Regions from separate parts of the Mus musculus genome. Here all the other regions are linked to region 1. A link is a contact called in public HiChIP or PLAC-seq and promoter capture Hi-C data. All regions are on one chromosome and are shown on one strand. The core of a region is the stretch at or near the end of the contact, and the rest is flanking DNA. Distances in the headings are between cores, read along the strand shown. Region 1 holds the start of Kansl2 (KAT8 regulatory NSL complex subunit 2). Region 2 overlaps 4930415O20Rik (RIKEN cDNA 4930415O20 gene). Region 3 holds the start of Olfr279 (olfactory receptor 279).

Region 1 (4,759 bases), core at 665-3,164:
TGCTGGAGTTGGCAGTCTAGCTCGGCTGACCAGCAGGCTTCAGGATCCACCTGTCTCCAGCTTCCCTCCACCCAGCACTAAAGAAGCTGAGGCAGAGCCAGGCCGTGGTGGCACACACCTTTGATCCCAGTACTTGGGAGGTAGAGGCAGGCAGATTTCTGGGTTCGAGGCCAGCCTGGTCTACAAAGTGAGTTCCAGGACAGCCAGGGCTATACAGAGAAACCCTGTCTCGGAAAAAAAAAAAAAAAGAAGCTGAGGCAGGAGAGTAGCTATTTGAGGCAAGATGGCTGTATAAGGAGATCATGTCTTAGGCACAGCAATAGGAACAGTAGCTGGTGAACATTTTTCTTATTTTTAAATGGGAGAGTTTACATCATGTACGCATGTACCTGAATTCTTATTGGTGTGAAGAGACACCAAACCACTGTAACTCTTTTTTTTCCCTTGTTTTTTTGAGACAAGGTTTCTCTGTGTAGCCCTGGCTACTCAGAGTCCTGGAACTCACTCTGTAGACCAGGCTGGCCTCGAACTCAGAAATCTGCCTGCCTCTGCCTCCCGAGTGCTGGGATTAAAGGCATGTGCGCCACCATGCCGGGCACAAATAAGTTTTTAAAAATGGTGCACTCCAGGTTCAGTGAGACAAGTCCAGATCCTGTCTTTGACCACAGAGACCCCCTTGCCTCTCTCCACAGTGTTCAGATTACTGGTGTGTGCTACCTACCGTAACCGTACCTGGTGGCTTTTTCATCTTTTGTTTTTGAGACACGGTTTCTCTGTGCAGCCCTGGCTGTCCTGGAACTGGCTTTGTAAACCAAGTTAGCCTCGAACTCGGAGATCTGCCTGCTTCTACTCTTCCCCCCCCCCCCCCCCCCCCCAGTGCTGGGGTTAAAGGAGTCTGCCACCACTACCAAGTGGGAGATACTCTCTTAAGAGAATAAGTTGGGAGGCAGAGGCAGGCGGATTTCTGAGTTCGAGGCCAGCCAGGGCTGCACAGAGAAACCCTGTCTCCAAAGGGGGGCGGGGGGGGGGGGAGAAGAAGAAGAGAATAAGGCAGAGAGCCATCGGATTTCTATAGGTGTGGTTGGAATCTTTAAAGAATCGTGAAAACGGAATAGCCTGTTTCTATAATACACTATTCGGCAGGGCGTTGAGAAGCATGCGCTATGCCAGAAGTCATTTTGATTTTCCATCACTTTATCTGTAAATAATGTCTACCTAAAAAATAATGTCTACCTCTTAGGGCTGCTCTACAAAAATTAATTAGTACATATATATGATTCATGAGATAGAAAGAGTTCGAGTGTTTACATGAAATGACCAAGAAAAAAAAATTAAATGAACTGGTTGGTCACCATAGAAAACTAATAAAACCTTTTCATGTGTAAACAGAAAACACGGTCAGCCACCGTCCACTTTTTTTCTTTTCTTTTTTTTAAGATTTATTCATATGAGTACACTGTCCCTGTCTTCTGACACTGCAGAAGAGGGCATCGGATCCCGTTAGAGTTGGTTGTGAGCCACCATGTGGTTGCTGGGAATTGAACTCAGGATCTCTAGAAGAGCAGTCGGTGCCATTTCTCCAGCCACCCCAATGTCTACTCTTCTGCTGTGTAGGGACGGTAAAGAAGTAGCTGCCCGAGAAGACTGGAGACTACTGCCACCAGAAGACGAACCCTTCAGATGGAAAAATATCCGAATCCGGCGACTGGCGGTGGCCCGCCTTTCCGACGGCCCACTCACCGGCCGAGTTTCTGACAGACACTTCACTTCAGCCACTCCCGTTGTGGAGTCTCTCACTGTCCCGCCCTCCACAGGCTAGTGTTAGTTCTGACCAATAGGAGCACAGCACCCTCAGCGCAGCAACCAATCAGCGTCTAGGGTCGCGTTCCGAGCAGGCGGAGCAGCCAGAGGGCAAGCTGCGCGGTGCCGCGCGGTGGGGGAGGTAAGATGGCGCCGTGCCGGGCGCTTCTCCTTTGCTGTTAGGCGCTGCTCGCCTTCTCTGTCAGCTCAGCGCGGCACGTCGTCTCCTGCAGCGTTGGAGCCTCTCTGGTTGCTAGGCTTTCGGGGAGCCAGGTTCTCCGGTGCCGGGAGCCGTGGGACAAGATGGCGCTTGTAGGACGACGGCCAAGGCGCTCGGGTCGGGGCTGTGAGCGCTGAGGCGGCCAGGGACAAAGGCGGCGAGCCGGGGCGTGGGGGCGGGGCGTGCCGCGCCGTTGCAGTGGTGCCGCGTGGGACAGGCGCCGCGCTTCCGGTCTGCTGCTGCGGAGATTCGGCCAACGTGGTAGGGGCCCGGGCGGCGGGCGGGTCGGTGACGGGAGGCTGGAGGGCGGCCGCGGGAGCACGCAACCAGGACTCGTGGCCGGGCTAAGGCCGTTTCGATCTGTCGTGTGACCGCCCTCCCCGCAGGTTTTGGCATGAACAGGATTCGGATTCACGTCTTGCCAACGAATCGGGGGAGGATCACCCCAGTGCCCAGGTCGCAGGAGCCCCTTTCCTGTTCGTTCACTCACCGCCCGTGCTCTCAGCCGCGGCTGGAGGGGCAGGAGTTCTGCATTAAGCACATTCTTGAAGACAAGAATGCACCCTTCAAACAATGTAGTTACGTCTCGACGAAGAATGGAAAAAGGTGCCCCAGTGCTGCCCCAAAGCCCGAGAAGAAAGATGGGTACGTGGAGAGGCGTGGGTTATATGGGTGCCTTCGGGCTCCGAGAGTCGTTCTTACTTTTCAATGCACGCCAAGCACAGGTTGTATCACCGAGCCTGCTTCAACGCCCAAACCTCCTACCGTTAGACTTTTATTACATTTCGAAGCATTTATTTCCCGTTGGTAGTTTGTTTTGTGTGGTTAGGGACACGTGGGGAGGTCAGAGGCCAATTTGCTGGAGTCGGTTTTAGTACCTCCTGGTACGGAAGGACAGACAGAAGGTTAAGCTAGGCTTGCAGAGTCACAGACTCCCCCACCCCCGGCTCCTCTTTTGAGACAGTCTCGCCCTTGCTTGGAACAGTTTTGGCAACCCTTTATGGTTTTTTAAAGAACTTTCATGTGTATGGGTGTTTGCCTGCATGTGTGTTGGTGTACCACGTTCATGCTTGAGGGGAGGGCGTTGGGTCTCCTGGAACTGGAGTGGGAGAATGTTGGTGCCACATGCTTGTCCCCTGCCTTCAGTTTTAAAGTGCAAAGGGGAACATGATGTGTAGAGTTGGTCGTATCTGCGGAGTTTTAGGTCGTGTGTTTGTAAAAAAGGTATTAAGGATATTCACTCTTTGGGAGGCAGGTCAAAACACTCAAATGCTCAGAGGTGATGATGCTGGCAGCAGTGGTGCAGGCCTTTAATCCTGGCACTTGGGAGTTCAGGCCAGCCTAGTAAAAGCATTGAATTCCAGAATTGCCAGGGCTAAACAGAACCCTGTCTCAACCCTCCCACCCCACCCCGCCAATAATGAGAACTGGAAGGCCATTTGAGGGAGAGATATTTAGTTAATCGCTTGCTGGAAAAATTAAGGTTTTGAGTTCTGATTATGGTCAGACTGATTTTAACCCTTAATTCTCCTGCCTCGGCTTCTGGAGTTCTGGGATTGCAGCTCTAAAGTCTTCTTCCTTAAACATCTATTATGAGGATTCACGTGCTGCCACACACACGTGGTCGGAGGGTAGCTTTCTGCTGTGTGGGGGGTGATGGAACTCAGGTGGTCTGTCTGGCCTTGGTGGTAGGCCCTTCTGTTTGCTGAGTCACTGAATTGGCACTCTAAGTTAATTCTTCATGCTGGAGCGCTGACTCACTTGCCAAGCCTTGTTAAGTAATGGGCACACTGTGTGTGTGTTTTGGAAGGGGCATCATAGTTTTTTTTTTAATCATATATGTATTTAATTTGTGCAAAAATATGGCTTTACTAGGTAATTTGTAAACAGCTAGTTCTAGATTTGAAGCGTGTGTGCCTGTAGTGGATTGATAGTAAAATGTGTTTCCAGAAATAATTTTGAAAAATAAAAGCAGCTCTGATTTTCTGTGAGATACTGCTAACTTTTTTTGTGTGTGTGTGTGTGGTATTTATTTATTTACTTACTTATGTTTTTTTGAGACAGGGTTTCTCTGTGTAGCCCAGGCTGTCCAGGAACTCACTTTGTAGACCAGGCTGGCCTCAAACGCAGAAATCCGCCTGCCTCTGCCTCCTCTCTAGCCACCCAGCACCTTTCTGGGATTAAAGGCGTGTGCCACCACCGCCCACTCTGTTGGATCCTTTCTAAGAGAGGACCTATTAAATATTAATGTTTTGTCTCCTTAGGGTGTCTTTCTGTGCCGAACATGCTCGAAGAAATGCCCTAGCACTTCATGCTCAAATGAAGAAGAGCAACCCAGGCCCTATGGGTGAAACCCTCTTGTGCCAGTTGAGCTCATACGCTAAAACAGAGCTGGGCTCGCAGACCCCAGAGAGCAGCCGCAGTGAAGCCAGCCGGATACTGGGTAAGGATCCTCTCCTGGGGCGAGAAAGGAGGGTGCTTGCGAGTGAGTGTGGCTCACTTCAGTGTTTGGGAACCGGGTGAGAGCCAGGGCGGCTGGTTTTACATTTAGAGTTTGTTTAGCTTATTTCTCCCAACCCGGTGACCTTTCCTTGTGTTAAAATTTTAAAAAGTTAAAAGCTTTGAATTTTAAGGTTTCAGGTTGAACTCTTAAGCCATGCAGCCTCAGCTGTGGAGTTAGAGAGGTGGGAAGTCTTAATGGCTGCTCTTCCCTTCCTTGCCTCAGATGAAGACAGCTGG
Region 2 (4,759 bases), core at 1,585-4,084, 56 kb before region 1:
AATACAGGTGAGGGGATGTCGCCAAGCTAGACGGGTGTTGAGGGCTTTCAGTGGTCTCTGTACAGGACGGGGGCTGGGAGCCTTTCTCGTGGCTGTTGGGGTAGGGGTTGGCGAGAGAGGAGAGTATCCAGTAGAGAACTCCTGGGCTTTTTATCAATGCATGGAGGATCCCAGGCTAAACAAGCTCCCCTTCCACTTCCCTAGGTGACTACGGACCTATACCAGGTTCTAGCTGCCAAGGGCTACCAGCTGGAGTGTCGAGGGGTGGTCAAGGTGAAGGGAAAGGGGGAGATGACCACCTACTTCCTCAACGGGGGCCCCAGCAGTTAGCAGAGTGCAGCAGCTGAGATTCAACCGAAGGGACCAAGGTGGGCATTGAGTGGGACTTTGTGCTCGCTGGGTGGAGCTGTGACAGGGGGGCACTGAGCCTCCGGATCTTGCTGACAGCAAAAGGGAACACCCCAGCGGCTGCGCTTGGACTGTGTTCGTCTGCCTTCAGAATGGCGATGGAGGGGACGCCGAGAGGATTATCCGAGGGACTTTCTTAATTGGAGTAAGGCTGGTCTTCGTTTGTTTGGATGCAGATGAGAAAGCGCAGAGGCCTGGGAGCCTCCTGTTTGAGAGTTAAATGGCAACTCTCTATGCCTACTGTTTCCCTGTCTGGGCAACAGGCTCAGGGCTGGGTCCTTTCTTTCCCTATTTTTCCTGGGACTACTTTTTGTACAAAGACTGTGGCAGGCATGAAGAACACTTGCCTTTGCTTGCCTGTGTCTGCAGCACGGGTCTTGGGCACTCTCAGAACCAGCCAATTCTCCTTCTTAGGCACAAGGCAGAAGAAGGAGGTTCTATGGGACCTAGCTCTGACTGACCATATTTCAGGGGAATGTTTCCATTTGCCAAATCCTAGTCCCGTGATCTGTCCCCAAAGGGGAACAAAGGGACCTCTGACAGTGAAGATTTAGCCCCAGTTCCTGCATGATCCTGGGAAAGGGGCATCTGGCTTTACTGGTACTGTGAAAATGACCAGCCAGAGAGCAAGCCTGTGTGTGTGAGGTCATCCGAAGAACAGGAACTGGATGGTGGATGGTGACCTGCAGGTGCCAAAGAATGCAGCAGGCAGCCAGGGAGGAGGAGGAGGAGAAGGAGGAGGAGGAGGAGGAGGAGGAGGCCGCCACACTGACCTGAGGTCTCAGTGTGCTCGAATGCTCACTTGCTGCCTGCTGGCAGGGGCCATGGAACATCTCTATCCCTTGTATTGCCAAATAGCAAAAGGGTCAGGGTTCCAAAAAAGATGACCTGACCCCAAACCTGGCCTCCTAAGTCTGGCACTAGGGAGGTCCTGTGTGTTTGTGTAATTGTGTGGGCCTGTGTGTTGTGTGTGTATGTGTGTCTGTCTGTCTGTCTGTCTGTCTTTGAGGTCTCCATGTGTCCTCATGCTCCAGTTCCTCAGCTCTTCACCGGGGACTGCCTCTCTCCCGTGGGCCTCTGTCTTCTGGCGTTAAGGCCAAGTTTCCTGTGCCAAGGGATGGAGAGTAATACCCAGGTTGCACAGGAGGTTGGGTGGTGTTTGGTAGTAAAATGATAACGGTCTGGGGAGAGGAGTCCTTTTTTGTGCCAAATCCCTAAGTGCCATTTGGGGGCCACATATCTGCACTATGACTGTCCCCCTGCCTAGGGCAGGGACCCAAGCACCTGCTTAATCTCTAGTGTTCCTTGGAACTTGAACTGTTGGAGGTTTGTGGGTAGAGGTGCAGGCATTTCCTGGGTTCCTGGGCTTGTCTCTTGGGGGCATGGTGTGCTTTCTGACTGGGGTAGTGTGGGATCCCTCTCTGAGGACCCCGATGTTGGTACTAGGGGATGGGAACCTAGGAACTTGGAACTGGGCTGCCCCAAGCCTTCGGCCTGAATCTACCATGGCTAGACTCTAGCCCCGGCTCCCAATCTTCACGAAGCCTGCAAGGGTTGTACTCTGTCCTCGCCTGCCCTTGCCTGCCTCTGACCCTTGCAGCCTCCCTGACTCTGGTCTGAGTTAGCTGGTGCCTTGGTTTCTCTGTCTGCATCTAGTTAAGCCAGAGGCATTACGCCTCCATGTCGACTGATGATCTTAGACGTGGGCAGGAAAGGCAGAGGAGAGTTTCAGGAGGTGCGGAAGGGGCAGGCTGTACTTTGGCCCTTCCTCAAGCTTCTGCCACCCATTCTCTGCAGAGGCCTGGGTTCTGGTTTGGTACTGCTTTCCTGGAAATCTCCATGTACCAATCGGTGGACCACTGGGCGCTTGATTAGCCAAGGCAGAGGAGAGGAAGATCAGCTGGTCCAGGCAGAAAATTTCCTCTGTCTCCCCGAGCCATATCCTAGCCTTGGATAGGAAGGGACTACTAGACGCCATTGGGGCAGGTGTGAGGTATATAAGCCAAAGCAGGGAGACCTTGGCTTTGGGTCTGCTTCTTGCCAGGTGGGAGGGGCTTGTCCACACCCTGGCTCCCCGTACCACAGTGCCAGCCAGTCATGTCCCTCTCTGAGTTACCGTAGCCACTCTCCTCACCATTTGGGGAGGAAGTCAGGGCACGGGAGGCAATGGGCTCTGGTTTTATAATGTAACCACTGTCGGAGTGGGGGAGGGTGACGTACCATGTATTTCAGTGAAATATTTAATATATTTAAATATCAATAAAATCAAACTCTTTGTATAAAAAAAAAAAAAAGAAAAGCCCTGTTCTCTGCAGCTGTTTGGGTGCAGGGTTGGGGGTCAGAAAGTGACAAACCCTGGTAAAGCAAGCAAGCTCCTCTCCCAGGAGTCTCTGGGCCTCTCTCATCTGTGATCTAACAGCTTCCTGTGGTTTTGTGCCTGTCAGGATAAAGCTGCAGCCTCCTCAGACAGCATGACTGCTCTAGGCCTTTCAGCATCCTGAGGGCAAATGTCTCACCCCAGGTGTTTGCTCTGACCCCTGCCGTGCATTAGGTCTAGACCTCTGGTGTTGCCATTATAGCCCTTCACTTCTCTCACACCAAGATCTAGCTTCATGAGGAATCTCACACAGGACTCATGGCCTTGGGATAACTCCCTTGCCTCCTCACACCCAGGATGCAAAAGTGCCTTTTAGTTCAATTTGTTTATTCTGCACTCTTCCCCCCTCTCCCCACTTCTTTCATGGCTTGGCCATCTTCACCCCCTCCTCGCCCTCCCTTCCAGTTTTCATCTGTCCTGCAAGCATGCGCTCCTCAGTAAAGACTGAAGGTTTTGTCATTGAGATGAGAATGGTCCACAAATCTGAAAAAGAGAGAAACTGTCTCAGATTGAGCCACGCCAGGATAAAGGGAAAGGGATATACAAGATCTTTGTGACTGCCGGGTGTGGTGGCACACACATTTAATCCCAGTACTTGGGAGGCAGAGGCAGGCAGATTTCTGAGTTCGAGGCCAGCCTGGTCTACAGAGTGAGTTCCAGGACAGCCAGGGTTACCCTGTCTCAGAAAAGAACAAAAACAAAAACCAAAAAAAGACCTTTGTGACTGCCTCTGGGCATGTGGGCACGCATGATGGAGAGGGACTACTGTCAATGGATGCTGGTTGGGGTGGAAACACCCTCAGGACCCCGCAGGAATGCTAGAGACATCGATTCTGTGCCTATTCAAAGTGTCACCCATAAAGCAAAGCAGACAGATCCAGCTACACCATGTAGAGACCACACTGCCCCAGGGTCTGAGGCCCACTTTCCTTGATAAGGCTCAAACCTCTTCTATACTCTGACATCCACACACACACACTTTTTTGAGCTCTGGCTCTCCTGGAACTCTGTAAACCAGACTGGCTCTGAACTCACAGACCACAGAGATCCACTTGCTTTTGCCTCCCCAATGCTGGAACTAAAGGTGCTTGACACTTAAATGGAGCTGAAACAGACTCCGGGTTCACTGTGGGGAGAGAGTTTTTGCTGATCTCCCACCCTGACCCTCCTCAGCATCAGATGATGCCAAGACCTCACCTGGTCATTGGGCTTTTAATGAGACAATGGTGTGGAGTCTTGATCCAAGGAATGGCTTTCTCTGGACGCACGCCTGGGATGTTGGACCGCCAGAAGCTGAAGTTCTGAGCATCAGTCACAGGGACTCTGAAGACCTGATTGGGGACTTTTGGGAAGAAAGGCAGGTGTTCATTTCCTCCAGAGTCTTTTGTTTTTCTGTCTTGGGATCAAAAGCACGGTCCAGGAAGTTGTTGTAACCAGGTATGGAAGGTGACCAGGTGCGGAAGGCTCCTGGGTATGTGGTTGACACACCCTAGGTCACTTCTGGGTTCCACCATCTCACACCCTTCATGGTCACATGGTTTAGTCTTGGATTTTCCTGGTACTAAGTAAGCCCATCTCTAAGACTTGTGGGAAAACAGGTGGAAACCCACTTGGGAAGTGTACAAAATGGAGTATTGATTCAATATATTTTTTATTATATTAAAAAAAAATTTTTTTTACTTATTCACTTTACATCCCGGTCACTGCCCTTCTCCAGTCACTTTGCTCCACAGTCCTCCCCCCATCTCTCTTCTCTGTCTCCTCTGAGCGGTGGGACCCCCTAGGTGTCCCCCCAGCCCCCAGCCCGTCAAGTCTCTATCTTCTCCCTCAATATCTTTTCTCAATCGCCCTCACTCACTGTTCCCCTTCTGTCTGAAGTAACGCGTAATCTGCTCATTCTGAGGAGTTCCCTGAAACGGAAAAAAAAATGACCCCACCCACTTTGAGAAACCACGTGCAGATGCTATCGTCAAG
Region 3 (4,759 bases), core at 1,157-3,656, 37 kb after region 1:
ACTATTTATTGGTCCAACAGCAATTATGGGGACTGAAACTCACCCAGCAGCGGCCTAATTGGTCTCCTGGGCTCTAGGCTTGAGTAGTTAGAGCTTTGACTCTCTTAACTGCCCTTTGCTTCCCAAGGCAAACCTCTGTCTGCCTGCCTCTGCTCTGGCCAGCACAGCCAGGGACTTAGGGCTCAGCGCTTTGGTCCTTCATCTACAAGCCAGCACTTGAAGCCTGGCAGGAAGCCCTATCTTAATTCTGGTTCACAATACTAATTCCCCTTTCCTTTGGTTCCAACCTTAGACTTAGCAGCCTTGGATTAAGAATCTGTAAGTAGAGGCTGAAGAGATGGCTTGCTGGTTAAGAGTACTGGCTGCTCATCTAGAGGACCCGAGTTCAGTTCTCAGCACTTACATGGTATTAAACCTGAGAATCATGGAAGACAATTTTTGAACCAAATTTGAAGGAAGCTTTACTTAGATACTGGCCAGGTGCATGGGCTCTGGCCAGGACCATCCCAGGGTTTGCAGGACATGGTAATGAGTCACATTTTGTTGAGGCTTATAAAGAAACATCCATAAGGCATTTCCCATCAGGTTCAACCAGGGGCACGGATATACACTCGGAGGTAGATCTGCCCACGGGTGATCAGGCGCATCAAACAAATGTATTCCTTTTTTGTTTGTTTGTTTGTTTTTGCTTTCAAGACACAGTTTCTCTGTGTGGTCCTGGCTGTCCTGGAACTAGCTCTGTAGACCAGGTTGGCCTGGAACTCACAGAGATCCACCTGCCTCTGCCTGCTGAGTTCTGGGATAAAAGATGTGTGTCACCACCACCACCTGGTTAGTGATTTATTCTTAACGGTCTTAACTGCAAACAGAACCTTTAGCCTGCAAGGTCTATTTTACTTGGTTTGGTCTCACAATGGCAGCTCACAGCTGTCTAGAAATCAAGTTCTAAGGAATTTGCACTCTCTTCTGGTCTCCATGGTGCCAGGCAAGAGGCATGGGTGTTGTGCACAGACACAGACAGACACACACGCGCGCGCGCGCGCACACACACACACACACACACACACACACACACACACGCATGCACGCACGCGCGCGCGCACACATACAGGCAAAACATCCATATATAAACAAAATAATAAAGAAACTGTAAATATTTCCCATGGGGCTGCCACCCAGCTCCTTCCTGCATTCATTTTAGTATTCATTCATTCAAAATGAATGTTTATGAAATGTCCAAAGTGCTTAGGCCCTCCCTGTTTGAGGCATGCGATCTTTACCCAAATCGCAATGGAAAACTGAAGATCCCTCCTGTGGTTAGGAATTTGCTTTCAATCTATTGTCTTGTCTTTTCAACACCAGGGCCTTCTTTCTCCATCTGATTTTGGAGGAAGGGGCTAAGGTAAAAAAAAAAAAAAAAAATCAAAGAAGAAGTTAAAAGCTGACCGTGTCCACCTCAGCGGGGGCACGTCCTCAGAGGAGCTGCCTGCAGAGCCTACGGAGAGCCCATTTGACCTCTTGATTCTTGAGACTGTAGATGATGGGGTTGAACATGGGGGTAAGCACTGTGTAGAAGACAGAGAAGGCCTTCCGGAGCAAGGCGGGCATGTGCTCTGTCGGGGCCACATAGACCACGATGAGAGTGCCGTAGAATACCGCGACCACACTGAGGTGGGAGGAGCAGGTGGAGAAGGCTTTCTGCCTCCCGTGGCTGGAAGGGATTCTCAGCACAGCCCGCAGGATGAAGACGTAGGACGCGACGATCAACAGGAAGGGGGCGAGTGTGAGGCAGCCCGAGATGCTCACGCCAGCCCCCCACATGACCCACACCTCTCCACAGAACAGCCCTACCACCGGAGCGAAGTCACAGAAGTAGTGATCAATCACCCTGCGGCCGGGACAGAGGGACAGAGGGGCTGCCAAGGCCAGAGTGAAGGCAGAGAAGAAGAAGCCACTGAACCAGGCCCCCGTGGCTAGGCGGACACAGCACCAGGTGCTCATGAGGACCGGGTAATGAAGGGGGTGGCAAATGGCCAAGTAACGGTCATAGGACATGGCCGAGAGCATGAGACACTCGGCTGCAGCCAGAGAGGCAAACACGTAGAACTGGGCGAGGCAGCCGACCAAGGAGATGAGGTCCCCACCTTCCAGGAAGCTCTGTAACAGCCGAGGCACGATGTTGGATGTGTAGCCGATCTCCAGCAGGGAGAAATGGCAGAGGAAGAAGTACATCGGTGTGTGGAGGGTCCGACTGGAGGCCACAGCAAGCACGATGAGGATATTGCCACCAACCGTTGCCACATAGATGGCTAGAAAGAGGGCAAAGGGGAGGAAGCCCAGGTGTTTCAGCTTCCCGAAGCCCACGAGGGTCAGCCAGGTGGTCTGGTTCTCACTCACACCACTCATGGAGATCTGAGCCCAGAAGAGAGGGAGGCGGCCATTAGTGAGCAAAAGTCTACTAGGACCACACTCGATGCTTGGCTCGCTGTTTACAATATCTTAGCAAGTGTCAGAGACAGGCTTTACCGTCTCCTGTTAGTTTAAGAGGGACCAATACCCAACATGACTCTGATGGAATTATGGTTTGAGTCCATTTGCTTGGGTCCACATCTCCTGCATAATACCCTGTTCTATAGTGCTTTCTCCCAAGCATCGTTTTTGGGGGATGGTGGGGGATGGACACACACACACACACACACCACACACACACACACCACACACACACCACACACCACACACACACACACCCCCACACACACACCACACACACACCATACACACACACACACACACACACACCACACACATACACCACACACACCACACATACACCATACACACACACACACCATACACACACACACACACCACACACACACCACACCACACACACACACACACACACTATACACACACACACACCACACCACACACACACCACACCACACACACACCACACACCACACACACACACACACACACACTATACACACACACACACACACCACACCACACACACACCATACACACACACACACCACACCACACACACACCATATACACACACACACACCACACACATACACCACACACACCACACATACACCATACACACACACACCATACACACACACACACCACACACACACCACACCACACACATACACTACACACACACACCACACACACACACCACACACACTACACATACACCATACACACACACACACACGCCATACACACACACACACCACACACACCCACACCACACACACACACCACACACACACTACACACACATCACACACACACATACCACACACACACACACACCACACACACACACACACAAATGAAAGAAAGAAAGAAAAAGAAAGAAAGAAAGAAAAAGAAAGGAAGAAAGAAAGAAAGAAAGAAAGAAAGAAAGAAAGAAGAAAGAAGAAAGAAAGGAAGGAAGGAAGGAAGGAAGAAAGACTTGGAAAACCAGAGCATCTACCCTGCGAGGTGCAGTTAGGTCCGAGTTAGTCTAGAACCTGCTCCTCTCGGAAGTTATTTGTTTTCCTGGACAGGTGGTTTGGCAATGCCCAACAAGGCTGGTGACAAACTTTGCTCAGGCTCCGGTCAGAATCTGGAGAGTTTTATTTTCTTTTTCTTTTTTGATTCCTCTGCTTTATATAATCCTCACGCTGGCCAATCGCTACGTTTATCTCACCCATCTCCGAGTGCTTTAGAGATCTCGGTCCTGGTGTCTTGTATTATATAAAACCCTGGTGTTTATGTTCTTGTTGCAGAACTAACACCAAGTGCAAGGCGGACTTTTGATGCGCTTCGGTGGAAGGAATAATAAGCACGCGGACAAACAGTTTCTCTAGGCGAGATTCTGACGAACGGCCCGGGGAAACTGTAGCCTGTAACAACCAATCCTTGAGTCAGAGAGAAGGTGATCATTTGAGTCTAAGCATCACACTGTAGCTCAGGCTGGCCCAGAACTGACCATGTGACTCAGGCTGGCTCCAGATTTCTTGGGATTCTTCTGTCTTAGCTTCTCAAATGCTGGGATTACAAGCACCAAGCCTCTATGCCTGGTAGAAAAAGGCATTTAAATGGGTCGTAAAGGACCTCTTCTAACTAAGGAAATATTGGAATTCTGCCACTCAAAGTGGGAGACGGAACTAAGATTGAGAATAGAGACAAAAGCCAAAGAGACAGACAGACAGACAGAGGTGGGGGGAGGAAACTAGCAAATCCAATTTGATATGGGCTGAACAATTTTGAAGTTAAAAACAGATGGCAGGGCTGATGAGATGGCTCAGTGAGTAAGAGCACTGACTGCTCTTCTGAAGGTCCGGAGTTCAAATCCCAGCAACCACATGGTGGCTCACAACCATCCGTAACGAGATCTGACGCCCTCTTCTGGAGTGTCTGAAAACAGCTACAGTGTACTTACATATAATAAATAAATAAATCTTTAAAAAAAAAACAAAAACAGATGGCAGCAAGAGCCCATGGCTTTTGGGTGCCTGCCCCATTCTGTCTTTTGCGCAGTTGCCTTACATTGTGCACATGCAAATCTCACCACAGTAAAGAGACGGAGCAACATGGGACGCTTTTCTATGTAGTGGAACATATTTCTTGTTTTACCTTCTATGTAGTAACGGCTTCTAAAGGATCCAGGAAGGGACTTGAATAGGACACTTGATGTGCCAGAGAGTTGGAGCAGACTGGGAAAACGGGCCAGCCGGAGAACTGATCACAACTT

Evidence for each region. HiChIP or PLAC-seq counts read pairs in DNA pulled down with a chosen protein or histone mark. Capture Hi-C pulls out chosen DNA fragments and counts their contacts.
Region 2: an H3K4me3 HiChIP or PLAC-seq map of the SCID.adh cell line shows a contact between it and region 1, with 12 read pairs. The contact joins the enhancer-like site here to the promoter of Kansl2 in region 1. A contact is called at or near these places in 6 of 39 promoter capture datasets (3T3-L1-derived adipocytes, the SN4741 cell line, embryonic stem cells and 3 more), 1 of 15 datasets of contacts at CTCF or cohesin (the NIH/3T3 cell line), 3 of 484 Hi-C or Micro-C datasets (the 3T3-L1 cell line, cranial neural crest and olfactory sensory neurons), 5 of 115 datasets of contacts at active chromatin or transcription factors (the SCID.adh cell line, embryonic stem cells, extraembryonic endoderm stem cells and 1 more) and 3 of 9 other capture datasets (adipose tissue, liver and pancreatic islet).
Region 3: a promoter capture Hi-C map of liver shows a contact between it and region 1. The contact joins the promoter of Olfr279 here to the promoter of Kansl2 in region 1. A contact is called at or near these places in 1 of 39 promoter capture datasets (macrophages), 1 of 484 Hi-C or Micro-C datasets (pre-B cells), 2 of 115 datasets of contacts at active chromatin or transcription factors (both in embryonic stem cells) and 3 of 9 other capture datasets (adipose tissue, liver and pancreatic islet).

Annotation. Positions count from the first base shown.
Region 1 is chr15:98,531,424-98,536,182 of GRCm38.p6, reverse strand. It overlaps Kansl2 (KAT8 regulatory NSL complex subunit 2), which reads left to right and starts at 1,914. Exons shown (of 10, transcript NM_133714.5): 1 at 1,914-2,281; 2 at 2,407-2,665; 3 at 4,285-4,463; 4 at 4,746-4,759. The coding sequence starts at 2,415.
Region 2 is chr15:98,587,921-98,592,679 of GRCm38.p6, reverse strand. 4930415O20Rik (RIKEN cDNA 4930415O20 gene) reads right to left here. Exons shown (of 4, transcript NM_001201322.1): 3 at 3,983-4,127; 4 at 3,092-3,268. The coding sequence ends at 3,220. It overlaps Adcy6 (adenylate cyclase 6), which reads left to right. Exons shown (of 21, transcript NM_001368413.1): 20 at 1-7; 21 at 205-2,702. The coding sequence ends at 330. Among named protein-coding and RNA genes, the nearest start is that of Adcy6, 14 kb to the left of the region's middle. Within about 2 kb of position 2,834, at least 46 of the 459 cell types and tissues checked have an H3K27ac peak or open chromatin away from gene starts, as enhancers often do. A contact at or near this core is called in the SCID.adh cell line, where this site is marked.
Region 3 is chr15:98,495,121-98,499,879 of GRCm38.p6, reverse strand. It overlaps Olfr279 (olfactory receptor 279), which reads right to left and starts at 2,406. Exons shown (of 1, transcript NM_001001807.1): 1 at 1,474-2,406. The coding sequence starts at 2,406. The coding sequence ends at 1,474. It also overlaps the pseudogene Olfr278-ps1.